2 separate regions of the Zea mays genome follow, and region 2 is linked to region 1. The links are chromatin contacts, called in public Hi-C maps. All regions are on one chromosome and are shown on one strand. The core of a region is the stretch at or near the end of the contact, and the rest is flanking DNA. Distances in the headings are between cores, read along the strand shown. Region 1 holds the start of LOC118476683. Region 2 holds the start of mbd105 (methyl binding domain 105).

Region 1 (4,561 bases), core at 1,955-4,454:
TTACACAACTAATCCTTATATCAGATTGTGTATTCATACTAGCTATATTGTTCTTATTTCTTCAGTGACATGTCTCTAAAAATTACTCTTTGGGGAAATCAAGCATCAAACTTTTCTATCAGTGATGTTTACAATCAAAGCAGCAACCAACCTATTGTCATACTGCTTGTTGGATTTCTTGCTAAACGATTCAAAGGTTATGATCCAAGCTTTTCAAAAAAAACATTTGAATTATTTATTCCAACAAATATGATAACACATAATCTACATGTAATGTAGGTCAACCATACCTAAGTGGTACTACAGCAAGTTCATGGTACTTCAATCCTGGAATTCCTGAGGCGCAGACCTACTACAACAGGTAAAACGAAATAAAATTTGAATACAATTCCTTCAAACACTCACTATTTTTTATATCACATTTCAAATATGCTCCTATCTAATCTTATGCCCACAATTATCTAACAGTTTATTAAGCTACAATATACTAAGCTACCAGTAGTAATATTTAAAATGAAATTGTACATAAACCTTGTTTTTACCATTACCTCTTTATATATTACATTCAGACCAATTTGGTCTCTCTCTTTAGAAAATATTCAATACTTACATTTATTTATTAACTAAAACTAAACAAGACTTTCATTTCTTTTGCTCTATCAAAAAAATCAAAGACAGTGCAAAACAAAAATCGTCGATGCCTAGAATCAGTATCTACAAAAAAGAATTGTTTTTTGAATAGTGTTATATTTGCTTGTATTTCTTATCACTCTTTCACTTATAAAAAGATGATAATATAAAACATAAAAGGAACTTTAAAAAAATATACTAGAACTAAGTCTTATTTGATCATGGTTGTGACATCAATTGAAGGTTGCAAAACAATGACCTCCAACTAATACAACCCACAGCAGCCAAAGAAGAAATCCAGGTTTCTCAACCACCAAATTTGGAACACAAGACTGTTGAAGAGCTGCTCGACATAGATCCAGACATGTTTCCCGTATTCATTACTAAATCTTCCTATATTTCACTTATCTAACACATCTACGATATGTTTGTCTGACTTGGTACATCTTTTTTCTCTTTTATACTGCAGCCAGAAGGCTACAGATGCACTGTTACTATCTCACGCATTGTGCAAAACAGCAAATGGTGGTACCCATCTTGCTCCAGGTGCCACAAATCTTCATCTCAAACTTCAACTGGATATCACTGCACATCATGTGGCTGCACAGATATTAACTTTAGGTAAATCTTAGCACACACACTTGATTTACTACCATTTATTTCATCTTGATAAAATCTTATCTTTACTACAAACTTAATTGCTGCTTCGAAATACTCATATTTTCCATTGACAGATACAAGCTCAGCTTCATTGCTACTGATGGGACATGTGAAGCAGAGTTCTTTTGTTTTGATAGCATAGCCAGAAAAATAGTAGGAAAACCTTGTGACAACCTTGTTACAGCAGTTACAACTTCTCAGGGTCCCCCAGCAGCCCTAGCCGCTATTGTGTGTCTGAAATTTACCCTTGCAGTTGCCATCAATATGTCAGCCTACTCAGTCACAAATAGAGTCTTCTCTATTCTGTCTATTTTAACAAATCATGGAAGACAATCCTTCATACCATCTAACATGCCTAGCCATCCTCAACAAGAGTTGCATACACAAGATGAAATACCTAGCCTTCCGACCACACAAGACTCTCCAGCAACATCAATGGCAAAACTATCTACCTGTAGCAACGAAAAAAACGAGGTACGAAACTTCTTATTTTTCTTGCCATGTACAGCCTATTATAAACATATCATTCCTTCATGCATACAACTTAATGAAGTCTATTCAACAGGCACGACGCGTTCTAATATATTCAGATATGCCGCATGACACAGAGGTACCTTTAGTACTGCTAAATACTTAATTTCCATGCACTCACAAAGGTACATATCTATTGCATTTTAATACCAGATATAAATTGATACAAACAATACCCACAGAATAAATAAACTAAGACAAAATGAACTTCCACTTTGTCATAGCAAACTACATTCATATATTTTATGCACTTAATCACATGGTGATGACCAGCACATAAGTGAAGTCAACAACCAAGAGTTATCGTCACCACCGAAAAGGTATGTATTACAAAGATAGTTGAACATAATAGCAGTACCAACGACGACCTTCTTTTAAATGATACATCTTATTTTCCACGCTAATACAACATTCATAATATTATACAGGATAAAACATAGCCACACTAACAAAGGCGCACCAGATCTTACAGACCCAAAAAAGAAAAGCTCCTAGATCATCATCAAGTTCATGGAGGTATAACACCATGTGCAAACCTTATTCATACACCACAAATATACTTATACACAGTCAACATAATGTATTCCACTCACCCTTTTACACAGCAACATTAGCAAACTATTCGGAAAAAAACTTCCAACAACTCTAATATTTTTTCCCTCCTTCCTACACAGGTATTTGCTTTTGCGCACCTATCAAGAGCAACCATCACTTTTGGACCATGAATGCTTCCCTGTACATATGAACCTACTGGTAGACTATTTATGGATCTGTACATATTGACTTAACACCTGCAAGCACACTATTGCTAAGTGTTGATGTATGGTGGTTGAATACTACTTAGTATGTATTGTACTCTAAATGCACTCTACAACTGGTATCAACTATTAAGGATGAACAACGTTATCTATTTATATTTTAGTTCCTTGCCTACGTATTATATAGTCATATCATGTTTAAATTTATTTTATGTACCTGGTTGCTCACACCAAACACTTAACCCATATGTGGTCACACGCGCATGGGCGCGCGGTAAACACTAGTTTCTTTATTATTAAAGCTGGACGGAAACGGTGCCTATAAGGCTATCCACGTCAGCCCAAATATTTCCAGGCCTTAGATTTCCAATCAACGACCACGATACAATCTTGTGTCCATGTAATTTCATTCATCACTACGCTCCTTCGTTCTCTACGTCTCGATCCTTCCGGTCGATACTTTTCAGCTCCATGCGACACGATGCTTCTAGACTAAAATCGGTTGTTTCCTCCACACGATCGACGGTCACGATTTGGCATCGGTGGACCACCCGACTCTTCTAGACGAATGCGAACGAACGAGTAAAAAACAATCTGAGGTCCCAGTCAAGCTGACGAGTCCTGCAGCCCCACAACACAAGCTGAGAGAGGCCACCGCTCTGGTAGACGAGATCAGGACGCCGGAGAAGCCTGCAAAGGAGCCAGCACCGGCCGCGAAGCAGATCACGGCGCCGGATAAGCCAGAGGAGATGCTGAGAGCTCAGCATATGCTGACCACTCTGGTGGACGAGGTCCGGCCACTGGAGAAGCCAGAGGAGACGCCGAAGAACACCTCCGCAGGTCAGCCTGCCCTGTTGCGGTATCGCCCTGTCAGTCTTCGTCCTCCCTTGACTGACCGTCGCCGCTCAGGATGTTCAACTCCATCCTACCCCGCCAAGAATGTTGATGCCGAGCGCTCCGCCTGTTCCGCTCCCGCGCCGCCAACGAGCACCGCCGAGCTCCTCCCTGGCGCCACGTCCCGACAGACATCGGCGCCGAGCGGCTGGCTCCACCGTGCCGAGGTGCTCCCCCATGCCCCTACCCCCTAGGCCAAGCGGTTGAGCTCCGCCTCGCTCCTAGCGTTCGTATCTAGACCGTGTGGACTCTTCTGTCCTAATCTACTAACGATATTTTTACAAAACATTCTTTGCTTCTCTACGCATTCGGGCCTGTCATCTACAGATAGTAGCATCTTCCTATAGTAATATTTAATCATAAAAAATAATTAATGAACTCTTCAGCATTGTGGTTTAGGTCAATATATCAAACAAGATAAATCCTATATAATAGCATCACGTTCCATCACCATATTAAACTAACAATTTTATTTTTTTATCATCATGTGACATTACCCAGTTGACCAAATAGGTCTGTCGGAAAGAGGAGCATTTGCTGCTTCTTGGCTTGCAAAAGGCATCCTGACCTACATCCACCCAGCATAAAAACGTGTATTGGTCATATCATCGAGCAAATAGGTGATACGATGCTTTATGTCTTATTCTTACATGCATCTGAGTCTTATGGTTTCTTCAGTTTTCTTCTTTCTTTATTTCTTAATGTTTTTTTGTGAAGTTACGTCCAAAAATTGACAGAAGGAATAGCTCATACACACTTGATAATACACTTTCTTCTTTTTATCAGCATACTTTTCAGTCCATTCTAAGTTCTAACGTTGTCACTTTCCAAATTCTGTTGTCACTTATAAAACTTGCACGTTGATATTTGATTTAGTATCAGTACAATTTATATGGAGGCATATATTTAGATGAAACTTGATATTTGATTTTGTATCGGTACAATTTATATGGAGGCATATGTTTAGATGAAACTTGCTGAAGCATTGTTCAATATTCATCACAACTTCAGGAATAATAACAACGACACCATGTGGACCATTACTTCGATTTTGGCAAATCTGGTTTCAAAACATTCGAGCTAAACAA
Region 2 (4,231 bases), core at 585-3,084, 350 kb before region 1:
TTGAAAAAGGATACTAAGACAACCATAAAAATACATCCGATAATGAAAAATTAACAGCCTAAACTCAAAGCTTGAGTATTTAAGATTTTCAAGTGGGCATTCATGTGATATTACATGTACATCTGATCAGATGGAGCTCATATTAATGTGGCAGCACCGTGTTCTGTTGCATCAAGCTTTCATTTCTTGCATGAAATAGCTCAACAAGCACTTGGTCTAGCAATACTGGAACTAACCACAGTAAAATTAAACTCACAGACCATGATATGACCAGATTCACTAAGCACAGATCATCTAATAATCAACATCAAACTGGAATTGTGTAGGACAAACCCCAATTACAGCAAATCAACAGCTTAAAGCTGCAGAACATTCTCCATTCCAGATTCTCTACACATATACTACTAGTAAAGCAATGCTAACCACCTGAATCCGAAGTAATTGCTGAAGCATTGGAAGTCAGGACGAAAAAAAGTTAACCCACCATCTAATAACGAACAATCGAAGATCCAATTAGAAATCAGGGGCTAAAGCTCTAGTAGAAGTGACTGGCTGATTGCCAAAGTTCCAAGCTGCAGGAGATTCCCCATTCCAGCTTTCACTACGAACATACTGCTACTCAAGTAACATCAACCATTAATCTAAAGTAATGGATGAAGCATTTCAAGCCGAAACAGAAGAAAACACTGGATCATATAACCTATCATAAAGAAAACAAGGTCCAACTCGAAATGGGTAGGCTAAAGCTCCTATTGGCAGCGTTTGCTATAGCTCTAAGCCGCAGGGGATTCCCCATTCCAGCCTCATTACAAGCACACAACTACTCAGACAGAATCAGCTCCAAGCTGAAGGGGATTCCCCATTCCAGCCTCACTACAAAGCACACAACTACTCAAGCAGAATCAACCGCCTAAATCTGAAGTAATACCTTCTGTACGAAAAAGGAACTGCAGCATTTCAGTCCAAACGAAAGAGCTGTAACTCCTAACCAATCATCAAATGACCAATATGAAATTTGGAAACCGATGGGCCAAACCCTACCACCCCTAATTGCAAGAGCCCCAGCCTACAAGTAGCAAGACACTAGCAGCAAACGTAGTGCAGCGAGCAAACAAAGAAAGTAAACAGCGACATATCACGGCCAGATTTAGGAATCTTCCCCCGGTTCAGCTAGCCCCCCGACAGTCCCTAATCCTAATCGAGCGCCCCAGTTACGAATCTTCACAGTACAGACCGGGCATGGGGTCCGTAGCTCACCTACGGACCTACACCCAACACGGAGCAGAGAGCTCAAGCAGTCGTGGGCCTCGTGGCCGAGCTCTGGACGCACCTACTCCGAGCTGAAATCGAGGTCCAGAACCTCACGGGGCCACGAATCCCAGCTGGATGGCGGTGGTAGGCCGGGGGCAGCGTCGCAAACCCTAGAGCCCCAAATCCGGAACTGGGAGGCTCTCGAACGCCAGACCGGCACCGCGGGAACCCTAGAACTCGGCGCGAATTAGCGGCCGGGAACCGGAATTCCGCTCCCCGGAAGCTTATTGACCCCCGAATTGGACGCGGACGAGGCAACTCGAGCGAGCGAGCGAGCAGAGAGACAGGCAGTCAGGCGGTCGGGCAGCAGGTCGTCGTGACCCCCTACCTTCTTGGTCCACCCGTCGGGTGCGGGCATCTCGACGGACACGACCTCCGCCGGCTGCTCTCCGGGCGTCGCCATGGTGGTGGGTGTGCGTTATCCCTAGCGCTAGCTGCTCCGTCCCGCTCAGCTCTTTGCTCTCGCTCTCGCTCTCGCCACCTGTTGGTTGGTGTTGGTGGTGGTGCAGGTGGGGAGGGAGGGGGCAAACGACGGCCGCGTGGGGATTTAATTTCCATTATTATATAATGTATATATATAATGTGTGATAAAAATAAATGTACCCCACCCCTTGGACACATTCGCCGCCGGACGCTGACGCGTGGGTCAGCGCGTTCTAAGCAAAAGTGGGACCGGGGTGGCAGAGAGCGCGGAGGGAGGGGCCGTTGGCACGGCGTCGGGACGGACGTGGGGGAACCGCCATGCGCTGCCGACGGCGTGGGGCTCAGCCGCGTGCCGCGTGGGCGTGGTTCGTGCACCGTTAGGCAGCGCGGGGCCCGAGCAGCTGCGGGACGGTCCGCGTGGACCTTGCGCGGGGAGGCAACGTGAGGGCCGGATGCCGGGACTGAGAGGCTGGACAGCAAACTGGATTGAACTTCGCACTGGTGGAGTCCGCGGGAGCGGGAAACCGGAGCGGCGAAGCCGGCCAGCCGGGAGGGAGCCTCTCTCTCGCCCCCTCGGGGGCTGTGCGCCAGCCACGTGGCAACCTCGGCGCGGATAACCCGAATAGAACGGATCGGTGCGGGCGCGGCCGCCGTGCATCCGGCGCACGTGACGGGCTGCGGGCCGCAGGGCGGAACGCGGGGTGACGTCTGACGTGGACGCCTCGCAGCGCAACGCACGCGCGCCTCGTGGGCCGTGTCGTGTCACCGCGAGCGCTCACGTCTCTCTCGTTTCAATCATATAAACTCATCTCTACTGTCTATTAAGAGGTTAATGTAGACCACAGGCGTACCCCGCTCCATCCTCTGCACGCATGCAGTCCTCTACACGCATGCACTAAACCCGCACACGCATCACACATGCAAGTATGCAACTAAACTAGCGCATGCAACCATGTATGCAAACGTCTCCGCTCGATGCAAAGCTTGCATGTGCGCAGCCGTGCAAGTATGTAAATGTGAATGACATTTGAACCATGGTTATTTGCTTTAAACTCGCATCTATTTAGTGAACATGACACACATATTTTTTGTTTTAAATTTTATACTCAAGTATAATATAGACTGTTATAAAAAATAGGGAAAAATTAAAACCGGATCGTGTTCCGGCCAACCATGTTACTTTTTACGTGAGTTTGCTACCTCGATGCTCTGTATGATTTTCTTTGTGTTTAATATCAATTATAACTACGCTAACTAATTTTTAGTTGTTTTGTACCGAAAATATAGATTGGTCAAGTCGTTTAGTAAAACAACATATCACACATACTTGCAAATTGTTTTCGCATCATAATGAATTATATATCTATATGCAAATTAGCAACTCAATTTTTAGAATAGTTCATAGCCATCGGTTCAGAACTTTATGCGAAAGAATGTTGGCTCTATGTCTGCTTATACGAAAGAATGTTGTCTCTTCCCGTTCCTATAGGAGGGTGAAATAAGTTTTACTAGCAGCGTCGTACCGGAGGTGCCAGTAGCCTCAGTTTGCCAGTCGCTCCTCAAGATGGCCTCACTGGCAGCAAAATATTCTCTGATGAGTTGACTCGCGTGCTTGACTGGGATTGTACTTTATCTCTTCTGTCAGCTAAGCTCTTGTGAATTCCTCCGGCATCAATGTTAGCACGATGGTTCGCCCAACCGAGCATGTCGCCAGTCCACGAAACTATATAGTTGGGGAACCTCACAGGTAAATTCATGGCACTGGTTGTTGGTTTTAATAGTGAAATGTCATCCTAACCATTTAACTAGCTATACCCAACACATTATGTATTTATTTCTCTAAATATTGTCAGCTGCTCTCCAATACAAATTACATGGTTGCCTCATGGTCTATGTAAGGAAACCTTGTTTTTAGAGGATCCATCTTTAGATAGGTTGAATATTGTAATATTATTTGTCTTTATATAAATAATGTAGAAATCATGCCAAAACACATTTCCCCACAACATAAAAGATAAGAGGGCCATATTTGTGAGCTAAAATAATTTTGATAGTCATAACTCACCATCTCCTTTCGATAGCCTTAGGATCTCCTTTTATAATTTTGACCCTACAATGCAAAATTGTTCTATGGAGGTCATGGTATATCATCATATCATGTATTCAACTTAGGGTTTGCCTATTTCGATTAATAGTTACATTGAACCAAATTTGTTATGATTGTTGAGTTGATTCTTGATATATAGCATCACTAAACAATGACTTATGTGTATACAAGTGTCCCCCATTGCAACGCACGGGTATATAGCTAGTTTCTTTTTAAGCAGTCCCCTCTTCGGTTAAAAAAATGAACTCCTGTTTTTTTTATTAGTTGATTTCTTTTATGCTTTGATAAAAATATATACATAAAACAACTATTATCTCTGGTGAGTATTATTGCATTAAATGACGGAATATATCTCGACTCAATAGAAAAGTTGTAGATATATATATTAAA

Evidence for each region. Hi-C and Micro-C count contacts between places; a contact is called where the count stands out from the background.
Region 2: a Hi-C map of ear shows a contact between it and region 1, with 3 times the contacts expected there. The contact joins the promoter of mbd105 here to the promoter of LOC118476683 in region 1. A contact is called at or near these places in 3 of 25 Hi-C or Micro-C datasets (bundle sheath, ear and tassel).

The regions. Positions count from the first base shown.
Region 1 is chr3:111,427,067-111,431,627 of Zm-B73-REFERENCE-NAM-5.0, reverse strand. It overlaps LOC118476683, which reads left to right and starts at 3,204. Exons shown (of 2, transcript NM_001399071.1): 1 at 3,204-3,419; 2 at 3,489-4,435. The coding sequence starts at 3,329. The coding sequence ends at 3,667. It overlaps LOC103652044, which reads left to right. Exons shown (of 8, transcript XM_035966576.1): 2 at 66-196; 3 at 280-361; 4 at 874-1,003; 5 at 1,100-1,251; 6 at 1,365-1,764; 7 at 1,856-2,337; 8 at 2,496-2,754. The coding sequence ends at 1,927.
Region 2 is chr3:111,780,765-111,784,995 of Zm-B73-REFERENCE-NAM-5.0, reverse strand. It overlaps mbd105 (methyl binding domain 105), which reads right to left and starts at 1,834. Exons shown (of 3, transcript NM_001111704.2): 1 at 1,640-1,834. The coding sequence starts at 1,714.